Linked DNA regions of Mus musculus: all the other regions are linked to region 4. The links are chromatin contacts, called in public HiChIP or PLAC-seq maps. All regions are on one chromosome and are shown on one strand. Each heading gives the region's core, a stretch centred on a gene start, on an enhancer-like site or on the middle of the called end of the contact. The rest is flanking DNA. Distances are from core to core; before and after follow the strand shown. Region 1 overlaps Slc44a3 (solute carrier family 44, member 3). Region 2 overlaps Slc44a3 (solute carrier family 44, member 3). Region 3 overlaps Gm33547 (a long non-coding RNA gene). Region 4 holds the start of F3 (coagulation factor III).

Evidence for each region. HiChIP or PLAC-seq counts read pairs in DNA pulled down with a chosen protein or histone mark.
Region 1: a contact with region 4 is called in an H3K4me3 HiChIP or PLAC-seq map of bone marrow-derived macrophages, with 4 times the contacts expected there. The contact joins the enhancer-like site here to the promoter of F3 in region 4. A contact is called at or near these places in 1 of 15 datasets of contacts at CTCF or cohesin (large pre-B cells), 1 of 484 Hi-C or Micro-C datasets (double positive thymocytes), 6 of 115 datasets of contacts at active chromatin or transcription factors (bone marrow-derived macrophages, embryonic stem cells, neural tube and 1 more) and 1 of 9 other capture datasets (adipose tissue).
Region 2: a contact with region 4 is called in an H3K27ac HiChIP or PLAC-seq map of embryonic stem cells, with 6 read pairs. The contact joins the enhancer-like site here to the promoter of F3 in region 4. A contact is called at or near these places in 1 of 39 promoter capture datasets (cranial neural crest), 3 of 115 datasets of contacts at active chromatin or transcription factors (embryonic stem cells and pancreatic cancer cells) and 1 of 9 other capture datasets (adipose tissue).
Region 3: a contact with region 4 is called in an H3K4me3 HiChIP or PLAC-seq map of bone marrow-derived macrophages, with 9 times the contacts expected there. The contact joins the enhancer-like site here to the promoter of F3 in region 4. A contact is called at or near these places in 19 of 39 promoter capture datasets (the 3T3-L1 cell line, 3T3-L1-derived adipocytes, the C10 cell line and 14 more), 5 of 15 datasets of contacts at CTCF or cohesin (the NIH/3T3 cell line, embryonic stem cells, large pre-B cells and 1 more), 22 of 484 Hi-C or Micro-C datasets (3T3-L1-derived adipocytes, the C2C12 cell line, the HL-1 cell line and 8 more), 32 of 115 datasets of contacts at active chromatin or transcription factors (the HPC-7 cell line, SST interneurons, bone marrow-derived macrophages and 22 more) and 4 of 9 other capture datasets (adipose tissue, bone marrow-derived macrophages, liver and 1 more).

What each region holds. Positions count from the first base shown.
Region 1 is chr3:121,489,798-121,492,497 of GRCm38.p6, forward strand. Slc44a3 (solute carrier family 44, member 3) reads right to left here. Exons shown (of 15, transcript NM_145394.3): 11 at 401-557. Among named protein-coding and RNA genes, the nearest start is that of Gm38684, 40 kb to the right of the region's middle. Within about 2 kb of position 1,379, at least 48 of the 459 cell types and tissues checked have an H3K27ac peak or open chromatin away from gene starts, as enhancers often do. A contact at or near this core is called in bone marrow-derived macrophages, where this site is marked.
Region 2 is chr3:121,468,359-121,471,058 of GRCm38.p6, forward strand. All of the region lies in intron 12 of Slc44a3 (solute carrier family 44, member 3), which reads right to left. Among named protein-coding and RNA genes, the nearest start is that of Cnn3, 43 kb to the left of the region's middle. Within about 2 kb of position 1,408, at least 156 of the 459 cell types and tissues checked have an H3K27ac peak or open chromatin away from gene starts, as enhancers often do. A contact at or near this core is called in adipose tissue, embryonic stem cells and pancreatic cancer cells, where this site is marked.
Region 3 is chr3:121,569,592-121,572,291 of GRCm38.p6, forward strand. It overlaps Gm33547 (a long non-coding RNA gene), which reads right to left. Exons shown (of 3, transcript XR_867600.1): 2 at 1,947-2,010. Among named protein-coding and RNA genes, the nearest start is that of Gm33547, 5.2 kb to the right of the region's middle. Within about 2 kb of position 1,345, at least 54 of the 459 cell types and tissues checked have an H3K27ac peak or open chromatin away from gene starts, as enhancers often do. A contact at or near this core is called in bone marrow-derived macrophages, extraembryonic endoderm stem cells, hematopoietic stem and progenitor cells and 2 more, where this site is marked.
Region 4 is chr3:121,722,284-121,724,983 of GRCm38.p6, forward strand. F3 (coagulation factor III) reads left to right here and starts at 1,254. Exons shown (of 6, transcript NM_010171.3): 1 at 1,254-1,519; 2 at 2,694-2,700. The coding sequence starts at 1,432.

The DNA.
Region 1 (2,700 bases), core at 129-2,628, 230 kb before region 4:
CTGTGAAGGTGAGAACACACTCGAACACACACACACACACACACACACACACACACACACACACACTTCTCTCCTGGCTCACACCAATCACTTCCCATGGCATCCTCTGGAAACACAGCAGGCAGGGAGTATGTTGGCATCAAAACAGAGCCACTATTATTCCTACTTCGTAATGTATCTTACTTACAAACAAGCACAAGAAGGAGGCACAAACATTAGCTGAAATTGCTCTATAAGGATTCAAGCATTTGCTCTGCGTTTTGATTAGAACTGCAGCTAACAGGCAACTCCTCCTTCCTCAGCCAGGACAAAAGCAGAGCTTGGGAAGTAGGTCTGAGTTCCTGAGTGGGGACCTTAAATTTCCAATCCTTAGCTCGTTGGCTTGAGGGGGCTGTCTTACCGGCTCTTTCAGAGTGCTATAAATACACATGAAAATGACTCTTGGGATCCTTGTCACAGTGAGTAAAAATGACCCTTTCACCGCAGTTCCTTGATGGTAGCAGAAAAGTACGAAGAGAGACGAAAGGATTGGACGGGCAGGAGGGTCATTTTGATTCCTGGGAACAGAGGAAAAGAACATTCAAAACTCACTGTGTAAAATGTAACCAGAAGGTCCTCTCTGGTTCAGATCCTCATTGGCGTTAGCAACCTGTAAAGTGGTGGCCCAGGAAGTACTTTATCTTCTTTGGTAGCCAAGGTTACCTTACATCTTGGACTAACTCACTTTTTGGGGAGGCCCCCCAAAATGTGTAAAACAAAAATACAAAACAGAAAAAAATATCAGTGAGCTAATTTATATATATGTGTATGTGTGTGTGTGTCTGGGTGTGTGTGTGTGTATGTGTGTGTGTGTGTGTGTCTGTCTGGGTGTGTGTGTATGTGTCTGGGTGTGTGTGTGTCTGTGTGTGTGTGTGTGTGTGTCTGGGTGTGTGTGTTTCTTTAATAGTTCTTGATCCTTCCATCTGCCCTTCTGGTTGTCTGTTGACATTATTTTTCTTTGCAATAGATTAAGTCTGTCTTGTGTTCACCGTTTAAACAACCGAGGGATATGTGTAATTACTGCCAGTATTAACTTGGCGATGATAGCCATCCTCTAAGTCACATGATCAGGACCCAGGCCAGCAGAGGTAACCAAGAGCTATGGTTTTTGAAGGGAAGAAACAACAAAGTTGGGCCATTTAGCTCTACACAGCTTTGAGTTCCCTTAAACCAGCTGATTTCTTCTCCGTTCCTTAAAGGTCATTTAAGTGTGAATCATTTACTGGTCTTGTAATGACAGAGCTCTGAAGAATGAGTGCAAGTCAGCTTCTCAGAGCAAGAAAGGGGAAGAAAGACCAGAATGGGAGCAGCCCTCCCTCTCCCTCAAACCTGAAATCGAAAAGAAAGGAGAGATGACATCATCCTTCTGCTGACCTTCCTCTCGCGACCCTGAGTTCCCAGGGACATCATTCTAGAAAAGGAGGCCGGGTTCCCAGAAGCAACTTCAGGGCTCCAAGTGAAGCTTGCTTTCTTTAGAAAAGATTCCTCTACCACTGCCTGGGTCTGCTAAGTTGCTAGGAATGAGGGTTTTGACAGTGGCCTGGGAGTCTGAGGGAGGAGGAGGCCCACAGGCAGCAAGGTTTCCAGAGTTGGTATCCGCTGCAGTTTGCTCTTAAGTCCTCCAGGAAGAGAAAGGGGACATGGCAGCAATACTGGGGTAGAACCCGGCTGCCTACTCAACTGCTGTGTGTTTCAAGGTGGCTCACTTGGTAGAGTACCTGCCTAGCATGCACAGAGCCTGGGATTCAATCTCCAGCTATGTATGACGCCCCCCCCCCCCCCCAGTGGTGGTGTTATCTACAATTCCAGCACTCAGGAGGAGGTAGAGGTAGTGGCAGGAGGATCAAAAGTTTAATATTGGGGGCTGGAGAGATGGCTCAGCGGGTAAGAGCACTGACTGCTCTTCCAAAGATCCTGAGTTCAAATCCCAGCAACCACATGGTGGCTCACAACCATCCTTAATAAAATCTGACACCCTCTTCTGGTGCTGTCTTAAGACAGCTACAGTGTTCTTAGATATAATAATAAATAAATCTCTTTCTTTAAAGGTTTAATATCATTCTCTTCTATACAGTGAATTTGAAGGCAGCCTAGACTACAGTAGATCCTGGCGGTGGGGGGTGGCGGTAGCAGTGGGGGTCGGGGTGGAAATCTATTTTGTCATTTTGATTTGATGCTGGAAGAGTAGGCCAGGAAATTCTGACACATTTTCCCGTCTCCTCTTTCTTTTTCCTTTGGTTTACTTTTCCATTGAGATTTATAAGCTTTAGATGCTTACGAGAGCAAGATGCTGAAGAGGACACCTGCTTCCCATCTGCCTAGGAAAGAAATGATTCACAGGCTGCTGTAAACGGGGCTGCTCCTCCAGGTACTGAAGTCTGGGTTCAGGTATCAGATTTCTGAGCGGGTTTCACGGCAGTGGGATAAATCATTTGGGACAGGGGAACTGGGGTCCCTGACTTCCCTCCCAAGTCACAAGGCTAAGCTCTGCAGGGCTTGTCTGCAGGAGGACACAGAGGTTTAGAAGCTGGGTTATCACATGATGAGAGAGGGAACTTTAAAAAAAAAAGGTCCTTTGAACCCAAGCCAAGAGTCACTCAATACCTGTTTTCAATCTAGAGACAGTCCTGCAAAGGAGAGACTAAGTTGAGTGTCTTTGAA
Region 2 (2,700 bases), core at 158-2,657, 250 kb before region 4:
ATTTAAATAAGAATAGCTGAGGGTGGTTACACAGTTTTGCCATCCCAGGGTGGCAGAAAGTGGCAGAGAACAGGAGGCTCACTGGATCTTGCTGGCTACCAGACAGGTCCAGATTCAGTAAGTGGCATTGTCCTGCGGGGGGGGGGGGGGGGGGGGTTGGGGTGGGGAGTGGGGTGGCGGTGGTGGTAGAGAGCGATACATCAGGAAACCTGGTGTCCTTCTCAGGCCTCTATGAGTGTGTGTGTTCGTGTGCGTGTGTACTCATACACACACACACACACCTGCATGCATGCATGCACACATGTGTTTACAAAATGATTCACAGTGGACCAGGCACCCTCTTCTGATCACATAACTTGGCCTTAGCTCAGTAAAATAATCACTGTAGGCACTATGATTCCCATTTAATAGAATTTTAATCATTGTGTTATTAGGTAACCAAAAAAAGCTAGATTAACTCTTTATTTTGAGAGAGTTCTCCAAAAATATTAACACTTAGAAAGTCCTCCCTCCACCCCCCATCTTTAAATTAAAACTTAATCTTGCCCAGCCTGACCCTTATCCTCTATCCCCTGAGAGCACCCATCTGTCCTCCCCGAAAACTGAACCGGCAGGCAGCATCTTTTGATGGCAGAGCTGTGAACTGGAGCTGCTGTTGACTCGTCAAAAAAGTAAATAGAGTTTTCCTCCAGAGAGAAGGGAAGGGATTCACCCCAAAGCCCTGCCATGAATAGCCGGCTTTATTTCTGGAATGGCTTCTCTGAGTTCTGATTTTATTCACTCAAAATAAAGAACTCCTGAAACAAACTTGAGTAACTAATACACCCTCAGACCTCAGAGACACACAGGGGTAGCTGAGTCCACGCACATCCAGACCCCTTCCGAGGCCCCTAGAAAAACTTGCAGGAACTAGTCCAAGCCAGTTTCATCTCTGATTTTATCACAAACACATGGAGAGGAAGTCAAGGCACCCGGCAGACACGCCCGAGCCTTCCAGGGTCTGGCATTCACCAGTCCCTTCAAGAATTCACTGTTTACCAGGCTGCAAACCACCACCAGAGAGACTGTGAGAGGGGAAGCCTGCCAGCGGCCGCCTCTGTCCTCTTCAGGGGTCCTGCCAGGAGGGAGGGATGAGACATGGAGGAGAGGAGAGGGGAGGGGAGGCCGAGAGTTACTCCTGCCAAGAAAGTAGAAGCAGGGCAATGCAGTCTTGTTTGCTTTTCTGAAATTTTATTTGCTTTTAGGCTTAATTTTTAGAATGGCCTCATTCTTTCCAAGCTCATCACTGTGGCCGGGGGTGGGGGTGGGGGGGTGGGGTGGGGGCGAATTAAGCATCAGAGAGACAGAGAAGAAAGGAAACAACTGATCAGTCTCAAGTAGCCCCGGTGAAGGCCACTGCCTCCTTTGCCTCCCCACATTCCTTGGCAAATATGCACGGTTGAAAGGACAGGCAGGCACACAGAGGAGCCCAAAGCCAATAGAACTGATTTCTACAGGGTTTTTCAGTGAAAGTACAAACGTTGTCAAGTAAAGAAAGTGATGTTCAACTCCCACTGAAGGAATATTTGAATTTCTCACAAATACTTTCACATGTGAGGATTAGCTTTCTAAAACCCCTTTTCTATTCATTTTTAACTTACTTTAATTTTGTTTTACTTATTACTAGGTTGTGTGTGCGCATGTGCATGTGAATACACAAATCTTATGGCACATGTGTGAGGTCCAAGGACAGCATCACTTGGTTGTCAGTCCTCTCTTCCCACTGTGGGGTCCAGGAATGGAACTCAGGACCAAGCTTGTGTGTAGCAAGCAGTGTTACCCAGTAAGCTATCTCCCTGGTCCTAAACCCCTTTTTAAAATGAATCATGGAAAACTGGGACTAGAAAGTTTCTATGCTCAGTGGATCAAGTACTTGTCCTAGAGGCCTGAAGAACTAAGTCAGATCCATAGAACTCAAGTTAAAAATCTAAACAAAACAAGCCAACTCTTGCCTTTAACCCCAGCATCTAGAGGCAGAGGTGGGCAGATCTCTGTGAGTTCAAGGCTGCTTGGTCTACAGAGTGAGTTCAGGGCCAGCCAGGGCTACATAGTGAGACCTTGTCTCAAAACAAACAAACAAACACACAGACTAACCTTGTGGTGGCACATGAGTTTTGTAGTCACAGCCTTTGGAAGGCGGAGCCAGGTTGGTCCTGGTGGCTCACTGTCCAGCCAGCCTAGCCTACCTGGTGGGTCCCACGCCACTTCGAGACCCTGTCTCAAACAAAGGTGGGCAGTGCCTGAACACAGAAGGTTGTCCTCTGGCCTCTCATGCTATGCACACATGTGCACTCACACCTTCAACACACATGACTTAAACCAACATGAAAACTATTGCTGCGTTTAAATAATATTTCTTTTAGGTTTATTAATTTTAGGAGTTTGGGAGAGGCATCAGTTTTTCTGGAACTGGAGCTACAGACCATTGTGAACCACTGTGTGTGTGCTGGTGCCCCAACCTGGGTCCTCTGGAAGAGCAGCCAGTGTTCCTAACCACTGAGCCATCCGTCCAGTCCCATACAAACTGTTATGAGGGCTAAAAGACTTCTTTTCCTTAGCATTGTGTTTTAGCTTTAGGGAGTGTTGATTGTGATAGTTCTCTTTCTCTCTGGCTTCTTGACTTCATGGTTTCCACTCTTGTCCTATCTCTGCCAGGGTCAC
Region 3 (2,700 bases), core at 95-2,594, 150 kb before region 4:
CATACCACCAAGATCATCTCAGTCTCCAAATGGTATCATAGCGCGGCCTTAGACATCTTGTGGTAAACAAACGAACCCTTCCCATTTTCCAAAACACCCTTTGAGCCTTCTATACATCACCGTTCTGAAGCCACCAAGGGGAATCAGCAGCCTCCCCCTGCCCCTCCTCCCCGCGGCACCCCCCTCCCCGCGGCACCCCCCTCCCTCTGACGCTCCAGAAGTGAGATTTTTGTCCCTGGTGAATGATTTGATTGCATTGATCTATTGTGGGGGAGGTGCTGGGATGGGAAGGAGGGTATGTAGAGACAAAAGAGACAAAAGACCCAAATCAAAGTCCCACACTTTGACAATCAAGACATGACAATCGAACCTAATCCTTAACATCCCATGACATCTTATTACACAAAGGAGGAGTCTCAAGAATAATTAACAAGAAGATGAGAGGTCTGCAGGGTGCCTCAAGATAGAGGTCACAAGTGAATCCCAATATGATAAGACCAAATAACTCCCCCTCAGCTGCTAACCCCTTTCCTGATGCAATACTCTCTTCTGGGAAGTTGCCGTCTACTCTCCTGCAGTGTTCAGTAAATTCTCTCTGTCTGGGCTGTGCTAGATTCTTTCACCACCAGGATCACTGCTCTTCCATGTCTTCTTTTACACAGCAAACAGTTGTGTCCTGGTCAGGAGCTGCTCTGACGGTGTCCCAATGCAATGGGAACTAGTAGCCCACATGTGGACAGGGGCATCGCCATGTAAAGCACTAAGCAGCCTAAAGAGAAACACCAACTACATTTAGGTGTCCCTGCCGAAGTGACAGCAAAGAGGAATGCTTTGACCCCAACCTCATCTCCTCTGGATTTGCTAGCAGAGAATGGAGAAGATTCTCAGGCTACTACTCCGAAGTCTAACGCAGACCATCGCCATAACCTTGACCAGCTAGGCCCAAGGCAGGTAAGCACCTTGAGCCCCAGGATGGACATTGGTAGAAAAGTGGCCCCTCCCTGCCCAAGCTGAGAAAATTCCCAGTCTACAGAAGAGTGTGGAGCAGAGAGATGTCACGTTTCCACAGTTCCTGACCCCAACCTGTGAGAATGAGTGAGTCAAAGCCAGAACTGAATGAGGGAGCAGTCATCTGAGTCCTTCACATAGCGGCCAACGTTCCTAGAAAGCGAGGGGGCTTTCCCTGATCTGTTCTAGAACGTTAGGTAAAATACACTCAAGCACGTGATTTACCAGTAGATGAATGTGAAAATGGGGGAAGGCAGGCAGGATGCTAAGAAGACACTCTGCTCCAGCATCCGCAAATAAAAACGGCATCACTTAGCATGAAGGAGGAAATGAGGCAAGACTCCAAAACAAGAAGTAGGCATCCCCGAGGGTGTGGGTTCTGAAAAGCAACAGCAGTGTATCATCAGTGCTAACGTCGTTACCTAAACCATAGGTTATTTCCTTGATTGTGATATCAGATGACAGCGACATTTTAATTTCTTCTTCATCCCCTTCTAAGCATTGAACTAATTTAATCCCATGACTCTTTTCCATCAAGTCCCCTCTGTTCTTCATGGATGCCTCTTTGAAGAACCTGTCCAGGTTCATGAAGGGAGATCTCCTTTTTGCCTGTCTTCGTCGGCCACTGCCTTCCCAACCTACCACCATGGGAGATTTGGCTCTGGAGTTTTTAATCTAGTCAAGAGGCTCTGTCTGGTATAAACTGTAGGATTTGAGGTGCAACTCTCATCCTCTCTGGACTCCCACTGGGATACTGACAATCCCTCCCCAGAGGGGAGCTGGAGGAATTGAATGCAAAGAACGGATGTATGAAAGGGGCCAAGAAGGATTCGAGAAGGATTCGTGCACACAGTGTGCATTCAGTGCATGTAATCACTTAGCATCTGAGTACTTATCCTCATAAAAACAACAGCAATTGTGGTAACTCCTACCCATACCTTCTTAACTAGATGGTGATGTCCGTCAGGGCAGGGGCTGCTCTGCCATCATCGAAGGTACCCTCTGCAAAGAGAAAGTAGGAAACGGAGGACAAGGGATGAGAGAGGGGTTGGGGGAAGGAAATAGGGAAGTCACCCACACGTTGTGTAGCAATATCTGTTTTGTTCAGAAATAACAGCTCCAAGTAGCCTTGGAGCTCTTTCCTGTCCTGCTAGGAGGGGGCCTCACAACCTTTGTTTTGGGGGTGAGGAAACAGAGGCCTAGAAAGGTTAAGAAGCACAATTGGCATTCATGAGGTTAGAACACAGGCTCTTTCCTAGGTCCCACATTCTCTGGTATGACCTGGGTCACTTTATGAGCCTCCCCCATCCCCTTTAACAGGGCCCAAGTGTGTGTTTGGCAGACGTCGGCCATTGGAAGAATAGGGTATTTCCCTAGCCACTTCCAGATGGAGAGTAAGGAGAGCATAGGTGTCTTGGTCAGTGTTCTGTTTCCGTGAGGAGACGAGGACCACAGCAAACTCTCATAAAGGAAAGCGCTTAACTTGGGCTTGCTCACAGTTTCAGAGTTTCGTTCATTATCGTGGCAGGGTGCGCCATGGCACTCAGACATGTTGCTGGAGAAGTAGCTGAGAGTTCTACACTGGCTCCTCAGGCAGCAGGAAGCAAGACTCTGTGCTTGGAATGGGCTTTTTGAAATCTCAGAGCCCACTGCCACTGACATATTCTCCCAATAAGGCCACACCTACTAATC
Region 4 (2,700 bases), core at 4-2,503:
GTTACTCTTTACACTTCTCAGAGCCTACAAGGTGGACCCAAGTTTGACTTTACTCAAGGAAAGTAAAAAAGGAAGGAAGAAAGGAAGGAAGGAAGGAAGGAAGGAAGGAAGGAAGGAAGATTGTACAAAGCATCCAAAGACACAGATATTTACATTACAGTTCATAACCGTAGCAAAATTACAGTTATGAAGTAGCAATAAAAATAATTTTATGGTTGGGATCACTACAATATGAGGAGCTGTGTTAAAGGGTCGCAGAATTAGGGAAATTGGAAAAGAAGGGATAAACTGGACAGTCAACCAGGAGTGACAAGAAATCGTTTGATACACTGTCGAGCAAATGCTACCAGTAGGATAAGTGATCGTCTAAGGCTTCAACAACGTCACGGCAAAGCCTAGAACAGGAGGCCAGGAAATAAATGAAGAAAACCCAAAGCTTGCAAGTGACACCTGGCTGCCACTAGGCTCAGTGACAGAGGTGGGCTCCTGGGTCCATTCCCAGCATCCAGGAAGGGAAAACACAAATTGGAACGTCCGAATGTTTATTTTTCAGTTTCATTTTTTGTTTTTCTGCGCTTTGGAGGAATTCACTCAAACCCACTGCGGGCTTCCTCAACGTGAGAATCATCCTTCCTGGAACCCCCGTGGCTACAGAAGTCACGCTCAAATTCTCTCAGGCTTCATGTTGCAGTTCCTCGGTCACCTCGGGAACGGGAGTGGGGTGCCAAGTGGCCTTTAGACCTAATCCAGGGCCCTTGTCCATGGCAGACACGTGCATTTACTGCACCGCCCTGTGCAGCGGACCAAAGGGACTGACAGAATGATCTGCTAGCCACTGCGTGTTCAGGCAGGGCTTTGGAACTGCCCTCTGCTACCAGGAGTGGTCCAGGGGCTTTGATACATCCTCTGCTAGGGCCTCAGCGTACATCGAAAGCAGAGGAAAAGTAAGACTCCCTTGACTTTCAACTTAAGTCCCTTCAATGACACTCCTTTCTCCCCAGCCAGCCACCCAGGCTGGTCATCCAGGGATCAGCCCGGGAGCCTGGGTCTCCGCAGTACCTGGATCCGCCTGCGCCGAAGGGGCAGCTCGGTGCTCCGCGGCGCTGTTGAATCACGGTTGAGTCACCCCTTTCGGGGTCTCGGAGTTTCCTACAGGAGGGGAGTGGGCGGGGCAGGGGTGTGGACTGATCGGGAGCCGCCCACCGCGAAAGCGAGTGACCCGGGCCGGGGGGCGGGGAGTCGCGAGCTTCGGCGGAGGCGGCGCGGGGTGGAGAGGAGCCGGTGTCCGCGCGGCCCTTTATAACGCACCCCGCGCCGACCCCGGCAGCCTGGGTACAGCCGGTACCCATCACTCGCTCCCTCCGATCGCTCCTGTAGCGTAGCCAACGCGCCGCCGCTGAAGCCCCGAGACCTCGCCTCCAGCCCTTGGACATGGCGATCCTCGTGCGCCCGCGCCTCCTAGCGGCTCTCGCGCCCACGTTTCTCGGCTGCCTCCTCCTCCAGGTGACCGCGGGTGCAGGTGAGTGGCATTGGTCCTGAGAAGCCGGGGGCGCTCCGCCCGCGGGAAACAGAGAACCTATCTGGCTAGCTGGGGGGGGAGGGGGGGTGCTGCTCTGGTTCCTTGGGGACACCAAGGTGTCCGGCTGTACCTGTGGATTTGGCTGCGCTCGCCCTGAGGATTTGAATGAACAATGGGATGGAAGGTAGTTGGTGCCCGGACTCCTGGCAGTTGTCACTGCTAAAGATGCCTGCTTTGTGCGTCCACCGCGGTTGCATAAGATAAAACTGAGATTCCAGCTTTAACTCTGAGGGAGAGTTTCCTAGATGTTGGGCCCTTGAAGGTGGCAGGCTCGTGGGCCCGCCTTTGCCAAAGTCGGCGTGCTTTGCGCTTTGCGTGGCTTGCATGTTATCTCTGACAAGGTGTGCGCCTTCCCGTAATAAATAGGTGTTCTTGTGGCCTTTGGTTTCGGTCTGATAGAAGCAAGGCTGTTGTAAACTCAGGCAAGACAGAGTGCATACCCACATCTACCCAGTGCTGAGTTGAGGCAGAGGCTGAAACCAGGGGGCTTGCAAAACGAGACGTTGATGACAGCACTTTAATGGAATAGCATCCCACCATGTGACAGGTGCCACGTGGGCTGCACGTCTGACGAGCTCTCCTTGAGAATTTCAGTGTAAAGATATTTTAGATTACAATGGGAAAAGTCCGGTTAGACTCTTTTTTTTTTTTTTCGTTTATGTGCATTCCTGACTCTCACGTGTGTGGGGGACTAGCCCTGTTTGGAATTTATTCAAACCCTTCCTTGCGGCCTCTCCGACGGCTTCGGAAGAGTCCGGGACTCTCTGGCACCTTGGGCCCTCCTTCTGTGTCGTTTTAAAGTGGGCTTTCCCTGGAATAGTTTAAAGGAGGACTTCAGGATCTTCAGCTCTTTCCACGGATTGCAGTATGGGTGTTGCCTAGAGGACTATATGGCCCTGAGGGCGGGGATGGGGCGTGGGGGGAAGGACACGTACACACACACACACACACACACACACACACCCTCTGCTCTTGACAAGTTAGCAACGTTATTTTTGTGACTGGCAACAAAACATGTGCTCCCTTTGATGGCAGAGGCTGGGAAAGTGTTTAAGACACAAGGTCGAGACCACAGAACTGGGTGCAATTCGAGATATTTTGTGCTTATTTGTAGGCATTCC